Linked DNA regions of Drosophila melanogaster: region 2 is linked to region 1. A link is a contact called in public HiChIP or PLAC-seq data. All regions are on one chromosome and are shown on one strand. Each heading gives the region's core, a stretch centred on a gene start, on an enhancer-like site or on the middle of the called end of the contact. The rest is flanking DNA. Distances are from core to core; before and after follow the strand shown.

Evidence for each region. HiChIP or PLAC-seq counts read pairs in DNA pulled down with a chosen protein or histone mark.
Region 2: a contact with region 1 is called in a Pc HiChIP or PLAC-seq map of the Kc167 cell line, with 4 times the contacts expected there. The contact joins two enhancer-like sites. A contact is called at or near these places in 4 of 107 Hi-C or Micro-C datasets (the Clone 8 cell line, the S2 cell line and whole body) and 2 of 6 datasets of contacts at active chromatin or transcription factors (both in the Kc167 cell line).

The regions. Positions count from the first base shown.
Region 1 is chr3R:31,837,623-31,844,878 of dm6, forward strand. It overlaps RhoGAP100F (Rho GTPase activating protein at 100F), which reads left to right. Exons shown (of 11, transcript NM_001300700.1): 9 at 152-282; 10 at 2,258-2,381; 11 at 2,475-7,256. The coding sequence ends at 4,147. Among named protein-coding and RNA genes, the nearest start is that of RhoGAP100F, 29 kb to the left of the region's middle. Within about 2 kb of position 3,904, at least 11 of the 39 cell types and tissues checked have an H3K27ac peak or open chromatin away from gene starts, as enhancers often do. A contact at or near this core is called in the Kc167 cell line, where this site is marked.
Region 2 is chr3R:31,941,081-31,948,336 of dm6, forward strand. All of the region lies in intron 4 of heph (hephaestus), which reads right to left. Among named protein-coding and RNA genes, the nearest start is that of CG2003, 33 kb to the right of the region's middle. Within about 2 kb of position 4,006, at least 35 of the 39 cell types and tissues checked have an H3K27ac peak or open chromatin away from gene starts, as enhancers often do. A contact at or near this core is called in the Kc167 cell line, where this site is marked.

The DNA of each region.
Region 1 (7,256 bases), core at 2,654-5,153:
TGACTAAATCAATAGCAGAATATATTTTAAGACGCATGGAAGCAATCAAGTGGTAACCGCAGTCCTCTCTCACCTGACCCTCTCAGCCACTGAAAACACTTCAAAGCGCGTCCACATTAATATTGATTAATACAGAGTCCTATGTAGACAGGTCGGCGCGGCGAGTCAACAGGGCAGCGTGGAAGCAAAGTCAGTGCGTTGCCAGCGGACAGACAGCAACTTCTACTGCAGCAGCAGGCGCAGCTCATGGCGGCGGGCAATCTTCTGCGCTCGTCCACTTCGGTAACCAACATACTCTCCCAAGGCCATCCTCAGCTCTCAGCCACAGCCAACAATCATCTGTATCAATCAGTAGTGGGTCAGTTAGCTCAATCGCATCGAGCCTTGCAACAAGCGGTGCAACAGGTAAACAAACAGAATCCACACAACACAGCAACCAAAACAAAACAGCCGAAGACGCGAACAATGAATACAACAGAGACATACTTTTCCAGAAAACTTGCATACAAACATATCATCCACCATAAACCCACACCACACACACACACACACACACACACACCCCCCCCCTAACATCCATATTTCAATGTGATGGGGCAAAAGATTGGATGCATTTTAAATCTAAATCATGCATTTTAAATTTAAATCTAAATTTACATCCAAGTCACTTTTAAATTTGTAATTCCTGATTTCTTCAAACTAAGGGAAGTAACTTTACAGAAAACAAGAGAGGAGGCTATAGTGGCCATTAGAGTGGGCGGGTCTAAACATTTTTCGCGTATTGAAAGAAGCTGGTATGACAAATATTAAAATCAAAACATGTCACAAGTGTGGGCGAAATTCCTGTTCATATGGGACATAACGTTCATTTAGTTATTTATTCGGGAAATCGTTAACCGTGTCATTTTCATTATTATCATTCATTTTACACTAACCCTAAAAACACGGATACACAGAAACACGTACGCTGAAAAATGTTCCTTCTTCTTTTCCTGTTGACCGTTCTGCAAAAGATGAAAGTTTAAAAAATATTTGTCCATTGAACTATTCAATATTGAAGCATTATCTGTTATTAACTTTTTTTTTGCTTTTTATGAAAACAATATATTATAAAACCTATATTATAATAGTAAAGTAAACAATAATTTGCTGTGATCCTTGATCGATAGACGTTGTAATTGTGATACATAAATGTATACGTACATTCATAATCTATACATCAGTCTGACATAATGATGGTGATGATGTTAATGGTGTTAAACGGCGTGCAAAGCATGATTGGCCCACTACTGGTAACAAATAAACATACTCGTAACGACAGTTTTCCCCAAACATAATTATTTCACTCCCATTTAATATGTAAATCATACAGCTTTGTATGCCTACACATAACAAATGAAAGACACATCTTATAAAAGCTTCATTAATATCGAGTGCCACTGCCATTGTAAAAACTTCACCAATCATACCAAACTTGCGTTTCATTGGAATTGCTTACACACCCGCCCCAGGAATAGATTTGCTCCTCTTGTTGGTTCAAGCCCACAACCCAAGTCCCCGACACCTTGGCGCATTAATTTTCCCAGAGTTCGAAAGCACAGCTTAAATAGTGTAGAACATCTCAAAGACGGAGGGGAAACGTATCGGAGCATTTAATTGTTCTCGGAAGTTCAGTTGAATCCTATTCCCTAAGTTGAAATTTTCGTTTAAAGCCTTAAATCCACAGTCCAGTAAAACCGCTCTTACTCAACGCACTCAGTTCGACTTAAATGTCACTGAAGATTTTTAAAAGACACATATATATTTTTAGTTAACATATTATTGAAAGTCAATTTCAAATAGTGAAATTGAAATTTGCTTGCATGAAATACAAATCACGCCTTATCACAAGCCAATAACTTTACCAATGCCCACATAGTCACCCGAATCCCAATAATAACATGTAATTGGTTAACGAATTGGCCGTCACCTGTATGAGAATCGCACCGCGCACGCAGTGAAATTGTCTTTTGTCTATGAATATAAATATGCTCCTGTATGTGTCACACATTTACCCACTTGAAAACAAACATTAACATTAACACTAAGCCCCGAAATGATTCAAAATTTGAAATTCTTACTGCACCACCCAAAACCAAGAATTTGCACGTATTGACGCCCTTAAAGCTACTTTCAGCCTTAATTGACGTTCAGCCAACATATAACCAACTTTGCGGGAATTCCCCTGCTCTCCTTTCCGTTCGTTATTTTCTTGCAGCCCTATCAATTGGGGGGCTCAGTGGGCTCAGCAATTCCCGACCCATCGCCACTGCCACTTCCAGGCACACCCTCCCCCGGCAGTAGCTCAGCATCGACGGGCTCAGGCTCCGGATCGGGTAAAAGTAAGTAAACTCAAATGTTCCTACGCTTATGTCGGTTGCATTGTGTTTGTTATTAGAGAGGAAAGATAACGAGGCTTTTGTAATTTTCTGCAGGCACGGACACCATCAAGCGCGGTGCTTCGCCTGTTTCCGTTAAGCAAGTCAAGATCGTCGACCAGCCATCCAGCCCATACTCCATTGTGATGAAGAAACCGCCGTTGCAAAAAGATGCGCCCGTTGAAATCACCACCCCCACCACACAGGCTGATACAGAGTCGACCTTGGGATGCAAGGAAAGCAATGGAACAGCTTCTCGAAGGGGAAATGTAGACTTTTATGATACGCATAAGACGCAGGCAAAGAGTGTGGTAAACGAGGAATCCAGCTACAGCTCCAAGTACACTGGCTCGGAGACCAAGAAGATCATCCCTGGCAACAGTAGCTACACTCCCAGCAAGGCGAATGCTAGTGGCCTTTCTGGCGGCGAAGACTACAAAGCAATGCGTAACAAGTCGAGCGCTACATCCAGCTCCAGTTCATCGCAGGCAACCGTTTTGAGTGCTGGCTCTACCGCCACATCAGCCCCGACCACTTCTTCAGACGATTCGGATGACCTGGTCTCCTACAAGTCATCGGCGTCCACAAATGCCTTGCTGGCCCAATCGCAGGCCATGACCACCAGCCAGCTGATGTCCAAGTATCTTAAGCGGGAGCCACGAGTACAGTTTACGCCAATCAAGTCACCGGAATCTCCCTCGCCACCGGGTAGCGGCGATGGTCTGCCGAAGGGTACTTACCAACTAGTTACGCCTATCTCGGGATCGTCGAGCAAACCGGGTGCTACAACTGGAGCTATAAGCAAGTATACCACCGGCTCAGTGGAATCATCTATTAATGCGAACAGCCAGAAGTTGTCATCGCCCTCACGATTGTGCAACAGCAAGGATAGCAATAGCAGGACTGGAACGGCCAGTAGTACGACCCCCGCGACCTCCATGGTTTCTACAGGTCGGCGTTTGTTTGACAGTCTCGCCTCTTCATCGTCCTCGGAAACGGAGACCAAGACGTACATAGGTGGCACCACTGCAGCCAGTGGAGCCATTACCACCACCATCTACACCAACGACACCAAGAACTCCGGCAGCAGTAGCAGTAAGTCGGGAATAGGAGGAGGGTCTGGAACTGGGTTGGGAGCAGTTTCGGGAGCAAGCTCCGAGACCCGAAGCTTCGGCAGTACGCTATTTGGCAGTAGTGGCTTAGGTAATGGCAATGGTAGTAGCCACAACCACTCTAGCGCCAGTCCAAGTCCCTTCACCACCACCAACGGCAACGGTAACCACAATACCATGCATCTGTACGGCACCTTGCCCAAAAACGGAACTTCCACGGGGGCAGCTCTGTTTGGCGGATCGGCCAACAGTTCTTCGTACCACTCTTCGGCGAGTGGAAGTGGAGCCGGAACCGCCAGCAGTAGTGGGGTCAGCTCTATGACTGGCTCCACAAACAGCTACGACTTCTACACGAGCACAAGTTCCACTGTGAGCAGTTCGCGCCCCTTTGCCAATGGAGGCAACAACTATCACACACTGGGAACCTATAGGGCTCAGTACGCCGCCACTAACCCCTTCCTGGACGCATTTGATGAAAAGCCGGGCAGCAACGGGGGTAATGCCCACGGGGAGGAGAAGCTAGGCGCGGACAAGGGCCACCACAGAGCGGCCGTTATGGCCTTTCAGTCTTCAGGAGACTCGAAAAACGGTAGCGATGAGTACGATGACATCAAGTGAGGTAGGAAAAATGCTATAAATACGGTTAGGGGCAAGGAATATAGATACAACTACGATTATACGCGTACAATTGGCGAAAGTTAAAAAAATCTCAAAGCTAGTCTTCCTTATTTAATCTTTCTTAGTCTTTCTTAGTTCACCTTCACCTTTTCGGTCTGCGAAAATGGATCGTTTAAAATATTTGTGGGCATCGAAAAGCGATCAACTGTCAACTGCTCGACTGCAGTGCCCTTGATTAAACTTTATTTCCCACTCTATCAATTTTATCGGAAAACATCAAGGCGATCTTACCCTTTCGCCATTGCATTGCTCGCGTACTATCGTAGTTATGTAACAACTAATGTCACACAATGCTGAAAGTGTTCTTTTGAAGTATTTACAGTTTACAAATTTACAAAGTACGATCGATAATTGCATATAACGCCACAATGAGGTCCCTTTAAGCTTTAAAGCTAGCATAATCTACATACAAAAACTAAAATAGTCGCCGAGCTCTGTGTATGTGTTTATAAATACTTGTGAAAGCTTATCCCTGATAGCGTTAAAAGTCTTGAAGCGCTTGACAGTGGTTTGCAGTTTAGCTAACATAAATCCGAATTCAAAAATATTTACGAACAGTATTTTTAATGAACTAAAATATACATTGAATAAAGTCAACAGCGTATACAATAAATGACACTTAAGAAATACAAATAGAAGAACTTACCCAAAAGGTTGAATGCGCATTTAATTTTTCAAAACATACTTCAATATCAACTTACACCGTGATTCGTTACTGATATTTCGCAGTGGAAACTGTATATAAGGAGAGCTATTATAATCTACCCACGTAATCTCTTTTGTGGGCGTTTAAATGTGACCAACTCTCTTATCTGCAAAAGCAATTTACACGACTATGACAACCTGTCCAATTAAATGTTCTACGACTTTTTGAGCAACATATTTGCCTAAAATGTTTCGCCCCATGCCTCTTTTATAAAACTTAAATATGCGCATGTGATCAAGTAAGATCGATCTCCCGATTAGGGTTTCACATAGCAGACACCACTCGCAAACTGACATGCAAAATACAAATACATGAATTTATTATCGAATCAATGTGCTTAGTTTTTGTATGAAACAAAGTCTGATATATACACTAATATACAACGGTACAGTATAATATTTCTAAACATTTAATCATAATTATACAAGCGATGAAAATTTAATATTAATATGTATTACTAAATAGCAAGTTAAGAGCGCTTTGCGATTAAGAAGTTTACAGCAGGTATGTTTTCAAGGCTTTTTAAAACGTATTAATGACCAACTGTGCTTAACCCCAATTGTATAGGAAATTACATTTAAATGACCCTATAACGATCTCAATTTTATAAAACATTAAATTTATAATACTTTCGAATGCATATGTTGCGGAACTGTAAATACCCAAAAAGGAATTTACCGATCCCGTAGTCAAGTAATCAGTAATTAAAGCTGGTTATAGTCATAGGCGTTGGAAAACAGCCTACTGCTCTGATTATTTAACTCAAGTTAGACAGAATCATTCTAAGTAACATCCGACTAAAATAGGAAAAAACAGAAAGATTTATGTTAGCTAACAAAAATGTATAATCATTCGTCTTCATGCAAGTACAACTTTCTTCAGCGACTAAATAAAATCAATTAAAGTGAAAAGCCTCACTTATTACTTCACAGTACATTCATTGCCATAACTAATCGAAGTTATATAACCTTTAATCAATATGGCGGATTATTTGATTTTAACAATTAGTACTGCTTCTTATAAAGATCGATTGGGAACCCCAAACACAATAAGATTTTAAATAGTAAATTATTCGGTTAAATGTTGCCAGATTTAATTTATAAGAATGGATAGCATATAAAGTGTTAAACATGATTACCAAACCAAAGAGTTTAAAACCACGAAATAGGCAACCATATAGTTGAGCAAATTGATTTTTATATAGTAAATTGTTAATTATTGCATATAGCACGTAGAATTTTTAACAAAAGTAAAAAGAAATCGGAAGTTCAGGCGGGTTAGTTATTTTGTGGTGGTGTGACTTTCTTGCCGCCATTGCTGCCCAACTTCTTTATTGATTTTACGGTTTTAACTTCATGCATAACACAGAAACATCAATGTTACTAAAGCTGTCGCCTTCGTTTTAAACACAAGTAAGACCTAGTACCCCTATTAGCTCTGCAACCCGGTTTTTTTGTTGGTTTATCCCGAAAGCTTTAATCGTTGAACGACCAGACTTACACGGTTACAAATTCTATAAATATTAATTATATACCATATAATAGTAGCAGAGTTTGTGGAGGATATTATGACAGCACTTCGGTTTATTTGCGAATTGTTGTGGCTTCATAGTCGTAGTTAGTTAGCATTAGATGTAAAACGTGGCGGAGATTCGAACGTTGTCAGTTGGTGGTGGAAGAAGGAAGTGGAGGCAGCGACTGCAGTTTCATCGGTTTGTGGTTTGCCGCTTGGAGCTTCTTTACTGGGCCCGATTTTGTTCGATATCTATTTGTACTTGTACTTAGAACTCGTAAGCATACACTATGGAATATATATATCACTGTGTCATATCGTACATTTAAAGCAAATAACGAAAACAGATTGCAGCTGAACGAATTAGCAGAGGAGAGAAAAATTGTTAACGAAAAGTATTCGTGTATCGAAGTATGTATACAAACCTAAATTAATAGCAGTCAAGCAGCAACTACATAATATAAATAGATAAATACCAAACAAACAAACAAAAACTCGATTGGCGGGAAACCAAGTACTACAAATTGTACATGCATTTAATCTAGAATAGCTACAACTAACTAAACACTAATTATCTGATACTGAAACCAATCCAACTTTTAGCTGCAAACGAAAATGGCAAATGAATTGATAAATATGCTAACACATTAGACATTAAATTAGTTAACGGTGAATTAACGGAAACGAACTAATTTATTGAAATGTATTGCACAATATCGAACACTTAAACATATTAGAGAAAGTAACTAAGCCTACTACAGGTAATATGCATACGAATAGAATCGGACACATAGGCAAAGTTGGCAGGATGCAGATTCAGATTGTGTTCAA
Region 2 (7,256 bases), core at 2,756-5,255, 100 kb after region 1:
GACTCTTGGCCATAATTCGCTACTGGTATGTGTCGCTTCTATGTTGGCCCGCCCCACTTCGTATCAAGCTAAAGCTCCTTCCAACCACATGGCAATAGAATTATAGTGAGCCGGGGCTGTCACTTGGTTTGTTTTAACTCAAATTTATGTTGCCGAAAGCTAGCAGCTGGAATATGCAACTTGAGTGGTGGAATTCCCTGGGGAACACAATTTATTCAGCCATCTTTAACGCTCTCATATAATTATTATTTATTATGCAACGAGCTAATCGATTCCCAGGTGCTACTCCAATAGTTCAGTAGAATAATCATTTGCATTTTGCTGTGGGCTATTGACCATGAACTTGTCTTACTTTATGGATTCAACATTAATAAAAAAAAAAAAAAAACTGTTTACTTGGAGTAACCTCATTTCACTCTTTGACCTAACGCAAATGCATATACTGTTTCGATTTCCACACCAAGCCCAGACTTAAGCCAAAACCAATGAAATCTCTCCCTTTATCAGGCCAACAGTGAAACATTTTCAATAACGAAATTCCAGCTAAAAAAAATGGGGCTTAAATACAGCATCAGCCAACGAGAAACCTGATATAAACAGTGATGTGGCAAGGAACGTGCACAGAGAACAAAAAGTTACACTTTTACAAATTCTAATTATTAAACTTCTATGGTGTATTAACAGGTAAGCTTTCCTTACATGAAATTAAGAAAAGAAAATCATTGTTTATTATAACATTTACACACAAATATTTCAAATATTCAAATATTCCCCAGTGCAGATAAAGCGCATGAAGTTTCAACGCAGCCGCTATTATATTTGGACCGCAAATGAAACAAGTTTGGCAACTTTGGCAACAACGGGCATTTGCACCGCTGTGGCGAAGAAACGGTGGAATCACGAGGCGAAATCAGAGAGAGCAGCATGAAAGGTGGAGTGAGTTACCATTGCATCAGCCACCGCAACAGCTACATCATCATCATGACCGTGAACAGCAGAGTCTGAGGATTTAAGCAGACTGCATATCTGAGATTCCAGTACCTGTATGTGAGCGTGGCGAAAAGTCTGGAAAACATTACAATTGCATCTATTGAAGCAGGGTAGCCACGTCGTCCATTAGTCCGAGTGCTTTGGCTATTATCGCCAGCCAGAGTGACGCTAATGGCGCGCGGAGAGCTCGTTATGATTTGCGAACGAGTCCTAGTCCAAGAGGCAAGGCAAAAAGTCCTGCCCTGGCCGCTTAATGAAGCATAATCTCATTGTAACCACTTACAACCAATAAGAACAACAACAAGCCAAGTTCGCTAAGCGGATTGGGTCGAGAATCAACCCGCCAAGCTTAAGGAGGCCAAAAGGAATCCAGGCGTGGGCGAAAACTACTTGGCATATCCTGGCACACTGACTGACTGAATGACCACTCACCCAATATAGCGCCACCCACATCGAGTGGGACTTTTTATGTTTATTTACCTCTCCACTTGTGCCGTTTTTTCCTGAGTCCTTATTCACGGGTATTGATGTCGCCCGAGCTTTTCATTAGCGTGATTTGGGAAGAAAGCATTATGTTTGCCACTTGACAGAAGTATTTCATTTCATTTCCCCACTTTCCTCATTTTTTCTACAGTCTTCAAAAGAAAACTTGTTACATGCCTAATTTAAGACAAGTGTGAGCTTCAGGCTGAATGAATAGCGCTGAAAGCTGCCTAAGCGGATTTGGATTAATCACTGAACAGTCCTTCAAAAAGATGACACTGATACCAAAATACACATCAAACGATTTTGTATTCCATTGTTACGATTATTTTAACATTAGTAGGTGTAAATAGCAGCTTTAAAATAGAACTTGGTGCTATCTTAATAACGATATCCATCATAACTAAAGGAGGTTTAAGGTTTAATAGTTTTTTGCCAAAATAAAATTTAATTTTCCCTAGAAATGTGCCGGACAAGTTCGAAATCATTTATAAGCAGAGGTCAAGGGAAGTGCAATTTTTAGTATACGTGATAAATAAATATAAATATTACAATTTTCTAATCTATTTCTTATACACAATCTAAATATATTTAGATTAGCCCTATCATTGAGTACAACAGAAGGTACGCAGTTATGAAAAATAATTTGGTAACTGAAGTCAAGAAGGTGCAGCAGATAGACAGTGCCAACGAGCGGAGCTAACAATGGAAAATACAATAAGGAGCTGGATCTGTAGCCGAGTTTACCTTTGCTGACTTTCGCGTAGCAGCTAGAAAAGAATGCCGTTGGGGCGAAGGGGTAGCCCTGATTGGATGGAATTATATGGCCAAGACCATGGCTGAATTCTTTTGGTTTCACTTTTTAAACTCTGATTTAGTGCGCTTAAGATTTTAAGTGTACAGTCAGTGCATTTAAGCTTTAGTTTAAATGAAACTAACGGCTAATGAGCTGCAATGTTCAGAAAAACTTTTGGCAAACAATAAATTTATATGAAATCAAGAACGAATAAAAGGAAATGGCTACAAACGCTGTGCCCTGGCTTTAAGCCGTTACACAGTTATAACAGGAGTATATGAACAGACAGCGAAAATAAAAGCCATGATTGTTAATTTTAAATCTTCGTCTCGAGTTGGCACGCTTTATATTGAGGAAAGGAAAATAAAAGTAGAGAAGATGTCTAAAGCCAGTTTGGCAACTGCCACTGCAATAATTTTCTTACTCGTTTTTCTGCAATTTTTTGTGTGTTCATTTGGTCGATAGCTCGTCATTTAAGGGCTTCAAGGCCAAGGTTTAACAAGTCAGACGAAGACAAAAACAGAAAACAAAAAAAGAAACAGAAACTGATCGCAATCGAGCCAAAAGACAAGTGCGGGGCGGAGATATGTGGCTGGTTTGCTCAGGCACGAAGCCAAGTTTCAAGCTCCGAGCTTCATGGGACACAAGCACTTGGCACACAAACAGAGAAGCAACAGGAAGAAGTGGCATGCCGCACGATTCCATGCATAATAAATGCGCAACTGGTGTGCGAGGAAACCGGTTTTAGGAAACTCGCACCGAATTGGGAAGAGCTCCCAACTGTTATACTTAAAAGCCGACAGGAAGCTCGAAGGGGAAAGGTCCAATGTATGCCAACAGTCTGCAAAAAGGACGTAGGGGAGAGGCTTTTAAGTCCATAAAGCTTTTGGCTGTTGATTAACAGCCGTAGAAGAGTGGCATCGGTAGATGACAAACTTCCGGCGGCAAATCAGCGCAGCAGACGGCACAGCAAGAACTGATGCGCAATTTAACTTTTTATGCTTGCGGAAAATACTTCAATTTTAAATAGTTAACCCGCTATATGAAGTTGTTTTAAAAGTTCAAAATATTTTTGAAAAATAAAGTAATAAGGAAAAATGCAAGATCAATTGGCAAATTTAAATATTTGACAAAATTGTATTAAAATTATTTTCGCTCAGTGAGAAAATTCGCTGGCTGACTGGGCATTTAAATGACCTCGCAAGAATGCAGATTCTAACGAAGCCATTCTCGACTGTCTAGCAGCAGGCCCGACCAACAGCCTGTGGATAAGAGTCGCTAGACTAGTCTAACCACTAGCAGCTCAGAATACCACGAAGAGTACGTTGACCATTTTGGCCACAAAAACTAACACACACTTTGCCAGATGACTTATCGCTGTTGGTCATGGGAAAAGTTACAACACTTGTCTCGTAGCATAGCGTAAAATTTCTTATGTATTGCAACTAAATTTGTTGCGAAAAGCGCACACTAAAATGCCGTGCGCGTAAACTGTTTAGGAACAGGGACGCATTCCCACATGGTGTGCTCTTTGGCCAAACAATTGCCGCGCGTTATGTCGGTGCATTCAAATTTCAAAGTCAAACACTAGCATGATGCCGGTTCCAAAAACAAAAGACAAACAGAACCCCGCGCCGACTCTTTTTTTTTGCCTTTGGCCAAGTTCAAGAAGCAAAGTCAGCAATCAAGTCCAATGCGAATGGTATGTGCGATACCCTCCTGTACTCTCATGCGGTTGCAATAAAAACCAGTTTGAGACTGCATTTTTCAGTTCTCTGCATGTGCTTCTGGGGCAGCCACAAAAGCATTTAAGCAAAAGTACTCTGCTGCCTGGTTTGTGTTGTTGCATGTGGTCGATATGAAATTTATGTTGCTTAAAAGCAATTTTTCTTAGTCATTTTAATTGAAATACTTATGAAAAAAGGGCTAACTAAGTATTTTAATTGTGTTGCATTGAATCATTGAATCTAAAATCCTGTTTGCCCGAATAAGCTAATATCGAAGTTCTTAAAATATGCCAAACTTTGTGCGTAATAAACGGATCAACAAAGTAATAAGACAAACTTTAGCATAATAAATAAAAAAGGAATGAATTTGCCAAAAGTTCAGGAGGCATAAAAAATATTACTGGCAGTCCTAATGAAAATAGATTCGCTATTCGTCTTTTTCGCACTTCGCATATAATAAATAATAATTTACAATTTGCTGCACTGATTTATATAGGAATCTTTAAACCAACCCGCACAGGGGCTGCGCAAACAACAATACTTACCTGAAACGAGGGGAAAACGTCACAATTTAATCAGCAACTTTAAATAAAAGATCAAATGTAATTTAAATGAAATTTCCATTTATATATCATGCATTAAAATATCGCATGCTGCGGAAACAGGAGATGGGTGGTGGCATAACCAAGTGGCAGCACCAGAGCTCCTCAATTATTAATGCGTTTTTGCTCATTGCATACTTTTGGGCTGCCAGTGAGAAGTCAGCTCACAAACACAGCCAAACAAGCGCAAAAGAGAGTATTTGACAGTGAGAGTCAAAACTTTGATTTGTTAAACGCACAGTCGCGGGTATTCGGTTAGCAATACAGCAATACTTGTACTACTTTTCAAAAACGCTTACCAGAATTGCATATCAAAGCCATTTTTTTTTATTTCTTCAATAATGAATGGGAATGAGAGTTTCTCACCATTTCTATTCGCATCCCCCAAATGTGTGCTATTGTGTGCATTTCTGTTTTAAATTTCTACACCACCACCAGCTCTATTTATAACTGCCACTCTGAGTTAATTCGTCGTCGTCTTCATGCCACTTGGCATGAGTTTCACATTTCAATTTGTGCGTACCCCAGACCCGACCATCCCACCACCACTTCCACCGTCCATGCAACCTCCTAATGTCTTGGGTGTTTTAGCAAACAAATTACTTTTAATTTTCAGTGACTTTGATTTTTGGCAGTGTTTTCTGCAGGCTCGTGTTGTTGTCACTGCCGCAGTCATTCTCCCACCCACCTGCGACCCGCCACCACACTTTACTCCTCCACGAAGACACTGACTAGGCATCTTCATTATCATCGGTTTTAGTGGGTTCATTCGCCACGGCTTTTTATTTCACTTCTGCACTTGTCACTGTTTCTTTGATTTTGTTTTTTTTTGTTTTTGTCCTTGCATACATACATACACACGTGAGGAAAGGAGCTGGTGTACGAAAAAGAAAAGAAGGGAAGGAGGGGGATGGCAAGCAAAAGTGACTTTTGAGTGACAAATTGTTTTCAAATTTTGACTGGGGCTGCGCTTATTTGTGTTAATGGCATAAATTTGCATAAAAGCATTAACTGTTTATTTGCTTTACCGCTCTTCCCTCGCTCTTACTTCTTCATTACCACCCCTTTGTGCAAATTTGCAAATTGGCCAGAAAAAGAAACAAGGGAACAATTCAAATCACATTTTTAGACTCTCTTATTTCCCGATTTTCCTTTATTCCCGGGTTTGCCTTGGATTTTGCTCATATGAGCATCGCTTGAAAGCGAAAGTGAATTTTCTGTTGATTGCGGGGAGTGAAAAGAATGGGAGGACAAAGAGGGGGAAAAGGGGATTTCACCTTGCAAGTTATTGGGTGCCTGTTTTTCCCCTCGGGGTCCAAATGTAATTTCGTGCTCGTATTTATTTATTAAAGCCCCCGAAAAAGGAAAACAGCCTCCTGATTGAATTGTGACAAATTCTCTTCCTCCTGCGAAGGGCAAGAATGCAAATTAAAATAAGTAAAATTACGGGAGGGTGGAAAGAAGGCCAAACACACATGCATACAAAATTACCACTAAGCGTAATATTGGAAACCCTCTAGGGGATAGGTTTCAGGTGAGAAAAATAGAAACATGTAGTCGCGAATCAGTTATTAGGTCAATGGAAATCATACTTTTCCCATGAACTAGAAAGATATTTAATTAAGATATTTAAGTTTAACGGAAGAGTGAGCAAAATTTACCAGTTTTTGAGTTTGATGCTACGGAAATTATTTTTAATTGTTCTTCCTTCAACGGGTTTATCTATTCACAGCTTTGAGTGACTGGCACACAAGGGTGACATGGTCGGCAGGTCAGACACACGCGGTTGCATTCGTAGTCCCATTGCACGAAAGTTAAATGTGCCATATAATTTGCTACTTGTGCATATTCTAGTTCCGTTAGGAATCCATCTAAAGTGGGGAAGGCCAAATCACAGTTAGCTCAAATCCCACGTGGTTGTATTTATTTTGGAGACTTTGTAAACTTGTTGAAGGCGTGGCACCCCTAGACGCCCGCATCAATGGCGCGGTGTGCGTCTTTTTGTGCACGTGAGCGTGGCCCGTAGTTGTTGCTGTCATTGTCACGTATGAAGTGCCATCGACTGACACAAATGAAGTGGCAGCTATTAGCTTTAAAGCGAACTGGCAACGATGTTGCTTTCCAGGCATCAATATTAACTTTTTTAACTTTTACTTTGACTGCTGAGCTTTAAAGGCAATCCTCTAAATTTCTTCCTCTTGCCTTTTATATTAGTAAATTAGCTTAACTAATACATCAAGGATGCATGTTTTAGTCGCCGCTGATCCTTCAGCTCCTTCTGTTGGTGCTGCTGCATAATTTAACAACATTTTTCTGCCACTTTTATTCAATTTACACCCCGTATATCTTGGGTCCCACAGTCAATGAAGATTTTCCTTCGAGGCTTTCTTGTCTTAGGTTGAGTCCCATGTAAAAGGGCTAACCGACTGGCGTGTTTGACGCCATAATTTACTTGCAGTTGGATTCTGTAATCTTTGCTTTTTCCTTCTGCTCCGTTCACCTAGACAAATCTGCCCTGCTGTGTACTGGTGTCTTCCGTCACATTGTGCTTTGCTTGCTTAAGAATTCCTTTTGAAAAATTGAATCCCTGGCATGCTGGACTAACACGAATCCATCCAGCAAGCCCCCATGATTGTTTATCCACGCAATTGCGTCCCA